Linked DNA regions of Rattus norvegicus: region 1 is linked to region 2. A link is a contact called in public Hi-C data. All regions are on one chromosome and are shown on one strand. Each heading gives the region's core, a stretch centred on a gene start, on an enhancer-like site or on the middle of the called end of the contact. The rest is flanking DNA. Distances are from core to core; before and after follow the strand shown. Region 1 overlaps Phf6 (PHD finger protein 6). Region 2 holds the start of Ccdc160 (coiled-coil domain containing 160).

Evidence for each region. A called contact is a pair of places that touch in the nucleus more often than the background predicts.
Region 1: a Hi-C map of kidney shows a contact between it and region 2, with 5 times the contacts expected there. The contact joins the enhancer-like site here to the promoter of Ccdc160 in region 2. A contact is called at or near these places in 8 of 12 Hi-C or Micro-C datasets (the A7r5 cell line, Schwann cells, frontal cortex and 3 more).

What each region holds. Positions count from the first base shown.
Region 1 is chrX:137,586,736-137,591,973 of GRCr8, forward strand. All of the region lies in intron 3 of Phf6 (PHD finger protein 6), which reads left to right. Among named protein-coding and RNA genes, the nearest start is that of Phf6, 13 kb to the left of the region's middle. Within about 2 kb of position 3,141, at least 3 of the 93 cell types and tissues checked have an H3K27ac peak or open chromatin away from gene starts, as enhancers often do. A contact at or near this core is called in kidney, where this site is marked.
Region 2 is chrX:137,388,148-137,393,936 of GRCr8, forward strand. Ccdc160 (coiled-coil domain containing 160) reads left to right here and starts at 3,633. Exons shown (of 3, transcript NM_001401208.1): 1 at 3,633-3,791; 2 at 4,878-4,961.

The DNA.
Region 1 (5,238 bases), core at 1,891-4,390, 200 kb after region 2:
TTGTATGGCTCAGTTCAAACTCATGCTTGCCTCTGCCATATAGACTAGCACTGCATGCTTGGTAGTCAGGACACATGGGCAAGCTTTTTCTTCCATGGTGAACTGAGGTCTCTAAGAGAGTTGAAACTATGTTCTCTTTGCTTGGCGGGTAGCATCACATGGGCATAGCACATGGAAGTGTTTGGCACAGTGCTTTAAATCTTCTTTGTGCTCAGTTCTGTTCTAATATGTAAGTGGGCACTGATCAGTCCTTGCATTTCAAAGAGGAATGGGTCTGGTTAGGAAGATAAAAGGGAAGCCTTTAAGAATGGGCTGGGTTTAAAGTGGAATAACATAAAAATTCCTGATTTGGTTAATCAGTGTTATAGTGTTGTTTTGAGGCTTTGGCAGTTTGAAAGGGGAGTAGAATGAACTACATTAAAAAAATAGCCTGGTTATTTCTTCAGTATGGTAGGGAATATATATTTTTCAAACATGAGAAATGTTTTCAAATATCTCTTTAACCATCACTCACCCAGTGCTGTTATTTTTGTTCTATTCTTGGGCATCATATTTGTCAGGTAAACCTTAGACTTTATCTTTAGCTGTATTTATCAACTATTCCAGCACCTACTTCGTGACAGGCACAGTGCTAGGTACTATGGAAGCAGACTTGAAATAAATCAGCTTTAGAAGTAGAGTGCTGTGGGAGGGCTGGGAGAGAAGACCACAGCTGATATACCTGAGAAGTCAAAGGCTTTGTGGGAAATGACATCTGAGCCTTCTCACAATCATCATTAATGCCAGTACTCAGGAGGCTGAGGCAGGAGAAGGAGGTTGGGAATTCCTGGCAAGCTTGGGCTACAGAGGATTACTTTTTCCTGAAAAAAAAAAGAAGGTGGTCTGATACTGTGGAACTCAAAGGTGGAAAGGAGGATTTCAAGGAAGAGGTGTTGGGTGACTGGATGCTACGTAGGTTTATTCTTTTAACAGTGATCCCTCACCAAATGAGAAAAGGGGTGGTTTTAAGGAAAGCACAGCTTGGCTTGTATAAAATAGTCTCACTGTATACTCTAGGCTGACTTTGAAATTCTCCTGCCCTAATCTTCTGAATGCTAGGAGTACAGGTGTCTGTCACAAGGCAAACTGTCTCATAAAATGAAGTTGTAAGGCTTCCCCTCGCTATTTGTGGTTAAATGGCAACAAAAACCCAATGCTTATTGTTGCACTGCAGTTACAGTTCATTTACAAGAACAAGAGGTAGGCCATGATGCTCCCGGCACATTTGCCACAGAGTACTTGGGGAGGAAAAAAGGTACATTTTCAGCATGAAGATTTTTCTCTTCATCTTCATGTGTACACATGCATTATGAATGCATTCGTGCAAGTGGGAATTCTTTTCAAAAGCCAGTTATGGCATGCAAGTTAATATTAATGTCTGAGGTGTTTTATCAGGAATTTCTATTAAAGTGAATTTTACCTTTGTGGTGATTAAGTAGAATAAGCAGTGATAGAGAGAACAGTCTTTGGCTATTACGGAAATGCCTTTATTTAAATGCACTCTTTTTTCTTTGCTTTCCTGTAGTGGTTTTTGTAATTGTAACTTTATGTCATAAAATTCTCATGGGTGTTTGCTAACGGAGGAGAACCAAAACCAGTAATATAAAACCAGCACTTTCGGAGGTGCAGCTCGCTGCTAGATGGTTTGCATAGCATGTGTAAGGACCTGAGTTCAAGTCTCAGAACCACAAATACAATTGAGCAATAATGTCAAAGAATTTCTGTGTGGCTTGGGGGACTCTCTTGGTGCTCACTTGACTGTGCCTATGTTTTGGGCCTTCTTTACAGATTAAATATAGCAAGCACCCTGAAAGTTCACAGTATTCTCAGCTGCAAAGACCCATAGCTGAGAAAAATCTAAACAAAAAAGTCTGCACTTGCAAAATGCCTGAAATTTTCAGTGGAAGAAAAGGAAACAAGAAACTCGAAATGTCCAATTGGAGAATGTTTTTCTTCTCAGACATGGTTTGGGTAATTAGATCAGCAGGTCAGAGGGGGTTAAGTTAGGCAAGAACTTCACAGTCCAAGTTTACTGTCCTTCAGTTTCCAAGTCTCCCTCGCCTACTTCCATTTAGTCGGTTACGCTGGTAAGAGTATATGACATGACAAGTGCTTTTCATTGACTATTTTTTAGAGGTAACCGGAATTTGAAGTCCAAATCTGTCTTATAAGCAACTTGTCACTTTTCAAGGACTTGAGAGTGCTCAGATTTTATTGAGGGTTTTAAGTTTCCTTTTAGCCCTCCTAAGTAAGTTATTTGTGATCCCTTTCAAAAAGACTTTGAAAACAAGAGTAGAGCTATAATATCACATCAAAGCAGTTTGCAATTCATGTCCCATCCCTGGCATGGCATTCTTTTTAAAACTTATAACAAGTAATTTGGTGACTGTCAGCTAATTAGGTAGGCCAGAGGCTGCTTCTGACTGACTTGTCTACATGAGGTATTGTTATTCTAAACTGTGGTTCTGGAGTTATACAGCAATATTGGGACTTTCTGACTATTTGCCTTCACTATACTGTCCTGCTTTCTGTTTTTATGGGAGATAGTGTTATTACAGCCAAAAGAAAGAGCCGGGCCACTGTAAGGTGGGTTTGTCTCTTGTGAAAACACCCTACATATGGGTATCCCTTTCTTTAGGTGCTTTTGACAATTTGTCTCTTTGCCTTACAGGCTCAGGACCGTGGCTTCTTTTTATATCTTCCTTTGCATTTTCTGTATTCAAAGCAGTTTTCTGAAGCAAGTTTCTCCAACGCAGTTAACCACATTGATCTGCTGTGAGAATGTGTGTGTGCTGGGAGTTCCTCTGCCAGAGCTGAGCTCTGTGAGACTGTGCTATAAGGGTTTCCATGTAGCCACTGGATTCTAGTTTTTCCACAAACGCTTTCTTTTTCTGCCTAGCCATGAAGTTGGCAACCTCTTTTTCATTTTCTTCCCCTCGGCTACTGAGAAAACAGTGTTTTTCCTTTTGATCCTTAAGACTCTGTGGAGACCTGGTTTCGTTCTTGGCCTTGTTCAGTTGACTGAAGCGCAGGTATGCTTCGCTGTCTGCTTCCTAAGGTCCAGCTAAGTTTTCGTCTTTGAGTTCTTTGTGTGGCCTCTCATGCGTGACTTGGTTCCTCTTTCATCTCTGGGGTCAGCTTCTTGAGACCTGCTTCTGTGGTACAGCTTAACCCATGTCAGCATACCAGAACCTCGGGCTGTTACCATGGCTTCTGAGCATACTGCAGAAAGGCGGAGGAACCCTCGTGAGAGGACAGGGCTCCATTTCCCAAACTCTCCACCTTTGGAGCCAGAGATTCCGAATTGAGGTTTCTCAGGCCTTCCAGGAGCAAGGTGAAGAAGGGGTAAAAGCAAAGTATTATCAGTGACAATGTTTTTGCCTATTTAAAACAAGAGCGTGGAATAGGATACCAGCAGAGTAAGCTGAGAATTAACATTTACACCTACATCGGGGGGGAAAGGAAATTAGCTCTCAAGAGAATATTTAGTAGGTAGGTCAGCGCCCCCCCCCCTTTGAGCAGGGAAAGGACACCATTGTTCTTGAAAAACATGTTCCTGTCAGATTAGTTTTGTTTTCCCACATTTGAAGACAATAGGGACACATTGGATAGAAATGGCAGCTGACGTTCTTCTTCTAGAGACAAGTAAAGAGTGAGACAAACTTTAGAGAAGATATTCTCTGTGAAGGCAGACACTGGATATGGAGTTACATTCCTCTCACATACCTTGATGGTAGCAATTGTGGGGTGTCATTTGTCTCTTGTTTTAGAGAAGGGTCTCACTTTGTACCCCAGCTGGCTTAGAACTCACAGACATCTACCTGACCCTGCTTCTACCTCCCTGGAGCCGAGATTAATGCACGTGCACTGTGCCCAACATGCTTTGAAATTAACTTTTCATATGTGGAACATTTCATACTCTTATCATATGCACCTACCATTACCTCCCTCCAACTGCTCCTAATGTTGCCCACCTTGTCACCCTGCTAACTCCATGGCCTTCCTTTTGTTGTTCCTAGCTCCGTGAGTCCAGTTATTGCTGCCCATATGTGCATGTGTGTGACACCGTCCACTGGGGTATGGGGAACCTATCAGCAGCCAGGTCCCCAAAGGACAGTGCTTCTCCCCTCCTTTCTATGGTTTTTGTTTTACAAAAAGCCTTCTCTTTTATTTCAATCTGGTTTGCCACCACATTTCAGAAGTGGCTCTACCCACCTATCTTCTTTCCTAGCTTCTTTAATTATGATATTTATCTGTAAGCTTTCAATTTTGTTTCGAAGAGCTAATCTGATTTCCCTACATTCTGTTTTCATTGAACCGAATTGTCCTCAAATTTACTTTTCCGGTCTTTGATCATGTAGCTCCTAAGTTACTTTGTGCGTCTTTTGTTTTAATGTATGTGAGTGTTGTGCATGTGCTGGGCAGTGCCTTCAGAGGTCCGAAGAGAATGTCGGATTCCCCTAGAAGTAGAACTAACCTATTGTTATGAGCCACTGTGTTGATCCTGAGAACTGAACCTGGTCATCCCTCTTACTGTTTCTGAGTAAGGGTTTCAATGTAGCTTAGGCTAACCCTGAGTTCAGGTTGCCATCACACATGAAGTCCTCTCACCTGAGTCTCCAGAGTTCTCCTATTAAAGGCATATACCCACATCCAGTTCATAATTATTTTTAGAAATACCTGAAGGTAAGGTAATTAGGTAAAGTCTTCAGTGTGTGTGTGTGTGTGTGTGTGTGTGTGTGTGTGTGTTAGAAGACAGCTTTGTAGAGTCAGTTGTCTCCTACCTTTATGTGGCTTTTAGAGATTGAACTCAGGTCACCAGACAAGCACATTAACCTGCTGAGATATCTTGCCAGTCTAAGTCAGCAATTAAAAAACAACAAAACATGGACAAGGAAAAAAATGTGACATAAGATGTTCCAATCTTCAGTAACAGAATTAACTTAGAATCAACAAATTTACTGAATGTGCTCTTAGTTTTCAAGCTCATTTGGTCTAGGGCTGGAGTTGTTAGTCAGTGGGAGAGTGTTTGCCTACCATGCACAAAGGCTTTCTCTAGTGTTATCTAAAATAATATAGAATGGATAGTTAGTAAAGTCTATCCATTTATAAAATAATAGTCAAATAAGGATCAAAATTATAAGAGCTAAGAGGAAGTTGGTGTGTGTCCTGTCCCATAGGAGTTCAGGGGGGAGCATT
Region 2 (5,789 bases), core at 2,383-4,882:
AACAAAGGAAAGAAGTTGAGCAAAGTTCCTAATGGTAGATAGGGACGTGGTGTTTTCAAAACAAAGACATCCAGTCTGCTGAAGTGGAGACAGCAAGAATGAAAAGAGTAGAAGATTGTGAGTGTGGAGGGGTGGGGAATAAAGGACAATTTAAGAATAGGGAACTGGAGAGATGGCTCAGTGGTTAAGAGCACTGACTGCTCTTCCAGAGGTCTTGAGTTTGAATCCCAGCAACAACATGGTGGCTCACAACCATCTGTAATGGGATCTGGTGTCCTCCTCTGGTGTGGGTGAAGACACTGATGGTGTACTCATATAAAGAATGGAAGTAGGATTCAGGGGGTGGTCCTGTGCACCTTTCATCCTAGCACTTCAAGAGATCACATCCTAGATCTTCGGAGTGGATGGGGTCTTTCAGCTTCGGAGATTTGAGAATTTGAGGCCAGCCTGGCCTTTGGGGTGAGTTTCAGGATAGACAGAAAGAAAGAATAGAGATAGGAAGGGCTTGATGTAAATAGAAATTAGGCAGGCACACTGTATGTTCTCCTAAAAACTATGATCACATTTGCACCACTGGGACCTGTGAATGTGATTTGATTTAGGAACTTTTTGGATGCTAAGACATTAAGATGACATCCTTTCATATCAGCATCCTTTCATATGAGCCCTGGTCTACCAACTGGTTTCCTTGTAAGAGGAGAGAAATTAGGACACAGACATACTCAGAAAGGAGACAGCCACATGAAGACAAAACAGATACACAGAGAGAACACAATGTGAACACCGGCAGAGATTGGAATGATGCATTCAGAGGCCAAAAAAGGTCAAGGATTTGTTGATAACAGCCAGGACCTAGGAGAAACAGAGTCTCCCTTGAAGCCTCTGAAAAGAAGCAGCCCTGTATGACCTTGGATTTATTCTTCTGGGCACTGAGAACAGTGAGAGATTAAGTTCCTATTGTTTTAAGCCTCACACTTGGAGGTAGTTTGCTACAGCAACCCTGAGAAGTAGACTTAGTGAGCAAGTATAGAAGCAGTCCTTTGATTGCAATAGTCCAGTCAAGAAGTCAAGCATCAGAATAGGAGTGAACAGTGATGGAGACAAAACAGTACGAAACGGATTCTCGATGCATCGTGAAGGTACAGTTAACATACTATGCTGAGATATGAGGTGTGGGGTGTGACTAATAGTGTCTATTATTGTCATTACCTGTGTTAATGTTTAGAGACTTACATATATATAATACATAAGTGTATGTATAATAATCTATAAGTGTACATATTTTCATTTGTCAGACTATCACGAGTTTGGGGCTGCTGAAACTAGAATTGTTTGATAGGACCTGCTTTGCTATGTGATTAGAAAGTAAATCACTTTGTTTCTCTGAACCTTAGCATCCTACATGGTAAAATGAGAAGTGGGTTCCATTGCATGATTTGGAATTCAATTATTATCAAGCAAAGTACCTTGTCACCTCAGCACCGGGAATGGTTGTGGCGGATAGTAACTAGTGGTGAACTTCCATATTTGTCCAAAATGGTTGTAGTATGGAAAAATGAAATTTTCTGTCCTCATAATTCTTGACTGTTTGCCATTTAAGACTTCTAGAACACGAAGGAGTGACATACCACATTTCAAACACCAGACCAAGGTAATCTTCATTGCTTCTCCCATCCCGCCGCTCCTTGCCCACCTCTGGCCCACCAGGAATATAGTTGTAGGGTGGAATTACTTTAAAAGACTTGGATCTTCACCTGGAATAAAGGTTTGGCATGATTGGTCTTAAGAATCTGAGTCCTGTTTTCCATCAGTGTAGTCATATTTACATTTTAGGACAGTAGTGGAATTATGGAGCAAGATAAAGAGAGCTGCGATTCTTTCCCATGGGGTTTACTGTGTCACGTGCGGTTCTAAGGACTTGAAAACCGATTAACTCACTCTTCTCAGCAGTCTTACAAATGAGATACAATTACTCCCATTGCGCAAATGGGGAATCTAACACATAGAGCAATCAAGAAAGATTCCTCTATTTTATTAGTAATGAATGTCATAGCAAGCAGAAGTAAATGGAGCCCTTTGAAGACAAGGAAAACCAATGATTAAAAACGGGGCAATTTAGAAATTTAGTATCAAGAAGCTCATGAATCCCCATAGGCCAACTCTATCAGGGTCTTTAATAAACCACATATTGACATGAGCCTTCTGCCTCTGTCTAACTCTTGTTGACTTTGGTTCTCTAAGGAGGAAAAGGCAGCCTGAGAACTGGGCCTCAGGGCATCTGAATGCAGCCTCACCAGTTCCCAAACACCTGTTAGATCTGGTTCCCAAGGTTTGAATTTTAAAAATGTAGCCATATTGTTCCCAAGTCACTCACCTGTTAGGTCTTGTTAAATCAGATTGTCACCTTTAAAGTGAACTTAAACCACCTTTCCCTAGAGACCCCAGAGTTGTCATTTCCCTTTCTTTCTCTTGGGTCCAAGTAAAGACCAATTTTCTAAAGAATCACCCATTACTAACTATATCTGGTACTCATAAAAATCCATCTTTCACAGCCTACACCCCTGGCGAGGTACAGACTAAAAATTTTACACTGTGCAACCGACTAATCAAAGCCTGAGGAAATCATTTATTTATTCCATGAAGTAGCATGTTCTGGAATAAATAATATAATGAAAGATGTAGGCTTTGTCACGCAAGGAAACCCTGGGAAGTTGGGGGGGCAGCTTTAAAAGTTTAAAGAGGGGGCTGGAGAGATGGCTCAGCGGTTAAGAGCACTGACTACTCTCCCAGAGGTCCTGAGTTCAATTCCCAGCCACCACATGGTGGCTCACAACTATCTGTAATGGGATCTGATGCCCTCCTCTGGTGTGTCTGAAGTTAACTACAGTGTACTCATATATAATAAATAAATCTTTTTAAAAAAAGTTTAAAGAGAAAATTTGGGCGACTGGGGATATGGAGTGATTTTTACCCAGAGAATAGTGTAACCTAGTTATCCTCGACATTTTTACATTCAAGTCTGTTCAAAAACAGCTTAGGCCAATCCTTGAGTGACAAATGGAGACAATGTGGATGGAGACAGGCCTCATCTCCCATACAGGCACAGCCAGGTCCTGACTCAAGATTCTTAGTACTTTGCCTAACATAGAACTTCTGGCCAAGTAAGCCATTGTGCTGACTTGCGAGGGTGTACATGGGGTAGAGATGGGAATATGATGCAACCCCCCACATTATTAGCAACCCAGACTCCAACCTAGGAGGTCTTCCAAAACAAACCCTCCGTAACATCCTGTTACTAAATACCAAATCTAGGGAACAACCCTATGCAACTCCTCGTCATCTCTCCACAGTCAGTTGTCACATAGCCCTAAGAATCGCTTGGATCCATTCTAATAGTCCCACTGGTGGATGGATGGGTTTGACTAGCATTTTCTTGACCCTATTCTGACTCAGCGCCTTCTCCCTGCTTTCCTATTTCTTGCCTGGCAAAATCCACCACAGTGGTCGCCCTACCGGGCATGCTCAGTGCTCTGGTCCGGCCTTGACACCCTGACTAGCAGTACCCAACCTGCAGCGCCGGGTCCCTTCAGTGCCCGGTCCCTTTAAATCCATCCGCCTGGTTGCTAGGCAACAGTGCGGCCCGCGCTGGAGCTGCACTGCAGAGGCTCTGCCCCGGGCCAGCCTGGCCGGGTCGCGGCGGCTAGCACTGAACAAGGGGCTGCTGCCTGCCGGTAGTGACCGGCTTCGGGGAAGAGTGGACAGGGCTCTCTAGACCGCACCCGCGCTTCCAGGTATGTCTGTGGAAGGGACATCCCGGGCTTCCTTGGCGCGCCCCTCTTTACCCCCTGACTCGCCCTGCGAGAGGGCGGAAAACCAAGGAAGTCCCAGCAGCAGGTTTTTTTTTTTTTTTCTTCTTCTTCTTCTTCTTCTCTTAAGAGCCCCAGGCTGGAGCTAGCGAGTGTTTGGAAAGAAAAGAAACAGGGCGTGGGAAAGGGGTTGTGGACAGAGAAGTGGGGTCAAGCTTATCCATTCACCCACCAGCTACAGGATCGGGACTGGAGAGGTGAAAAGAGTAACCTGCAGTAGGGGTTCTAACAGCATCTCCTTCACAGCCACCTTCTTTTCCATAGAAGCAAGGATGGCAAGAGTTTTAGTTAACCATTCACAAAGAAAAATCCCCAAACTATGCATACAAAGATACAGCTTTATAGCAAGAATGTGACTCCCATAGTAATAAAGTCTAAGCCTTGGGAACTCAGGTGACTCTGTATCTTTTCTTCAAGAAGGAATAACTTCACACTAACAACAAAGAATTGGGGATCATAACCATATACAGTACCGAGTTTTCAATGGTACTTTGTTTCTCTCTCCATATTGGCCAAACAATAGAAAAGACATTCTGTCCAGGAAAGTGGGCACTAGACCCATATGTTAGAACCCTGAAAGATGAGAGCAAAAAGCAGGACCACTTCTGTGTTGTGGTTTTACGAATTAACTGTACTCTAAGGAGGGAAGCCAGACCTAGGCTCCAGCTCTTTGCTAATGTGGCTCTTGGTAGGCATATTAGAATCAGCAAAATTCTGTCTCCACCACAGGTGGCTCGTCTGTTCAGTACATGCTAAGAGTAAAGAGATACTGTGTTGAATACAGTACCAGCATGATTCTTGCCCCAGTTGACATTTGTATTGCCTGAGAAAAGAGGACAGTAGCAGAACAGTTGGAAAAATGGATTGAAAACTTAGCAAGAGAAATGACTTCTGTCTGGGGCCACACTGCAGATAGACCCACGGACATTCCAAGTGTAGCATCTGTGACTTTAATGGACACTTCAGTGAATACCATGGGTTTGGACATTCCTTAAATTATATTTCCTGCAGGGAGGTGGAGGGTGGACTGTTTTCTCCAGTCCAAGCTGGAGGAGACCAGTGACATCCGGTCTAAGACCTTGGACCTCAGGAAGGGTAAGTACACTTGTTCTGGCTGTTATCTCATCCTGGGAGTTTAGAAGCTCAGTCTTGCCCAACCTAAACCTTCAACTTTGTAACAGAATCATCAATCTTCCCTGTCAGCAGACTTTCAAGACGGCCTCATAAACATTCAAAAGAGAAGTGCCCTGAAGACTTCAGCTAAGCAAATAAACTTCAAGGGAAACATTAAAGCCCTTGCCCTAAAATGTCATCCAGGGAAGTACGTAAGCTGGAGAGGACAATATAGATTTTCCTTTTTCCTTCTTAAAAACAAAAACCAAAAATAACTCCATTAAAAATCGTTGTTGCCAGAGACCAGTGTGACCATTATACTTGGCTCCGGGTCTCAGCGCTCACCTATGTTAACAGAGAAAAGGAATATGACAGACAGATATGAAGTGGAAAAAATGAATTTATTTAAAAGTTTTGGAAAGAAAATTCTCTGCTTTTCCCATAGCCAGTGTTACAGGGTCTAGCCCCAGCGGGAAATCTACATATGCAGATTTAGCAGCTGTGAGCCCCTGAGGTACTGGGATTAGGTTACTGGGATCAGAGTGCTTCAGGTGGGCCATTTGCTATCAACCACCTGTGAAGTAGGTTCATTACCACTGTTTTATACTTTAAGAATCTGCCGCTTCCGGGAAGGCGAGTCTTGAGCAGTTCTGAACAGTGAGCACCAGCATAGCTTGCCACAACCTGCACTTAATCTTTTTTCAAGATGTCCCCCTTCCGGCCTGCCCTCAGTCCTGTCTAGTAAGGCATGACGATCCACTTGGGCTGCACACAGGCTCACTTGGGCCTTCATTTTGTTATTGAGTGGTT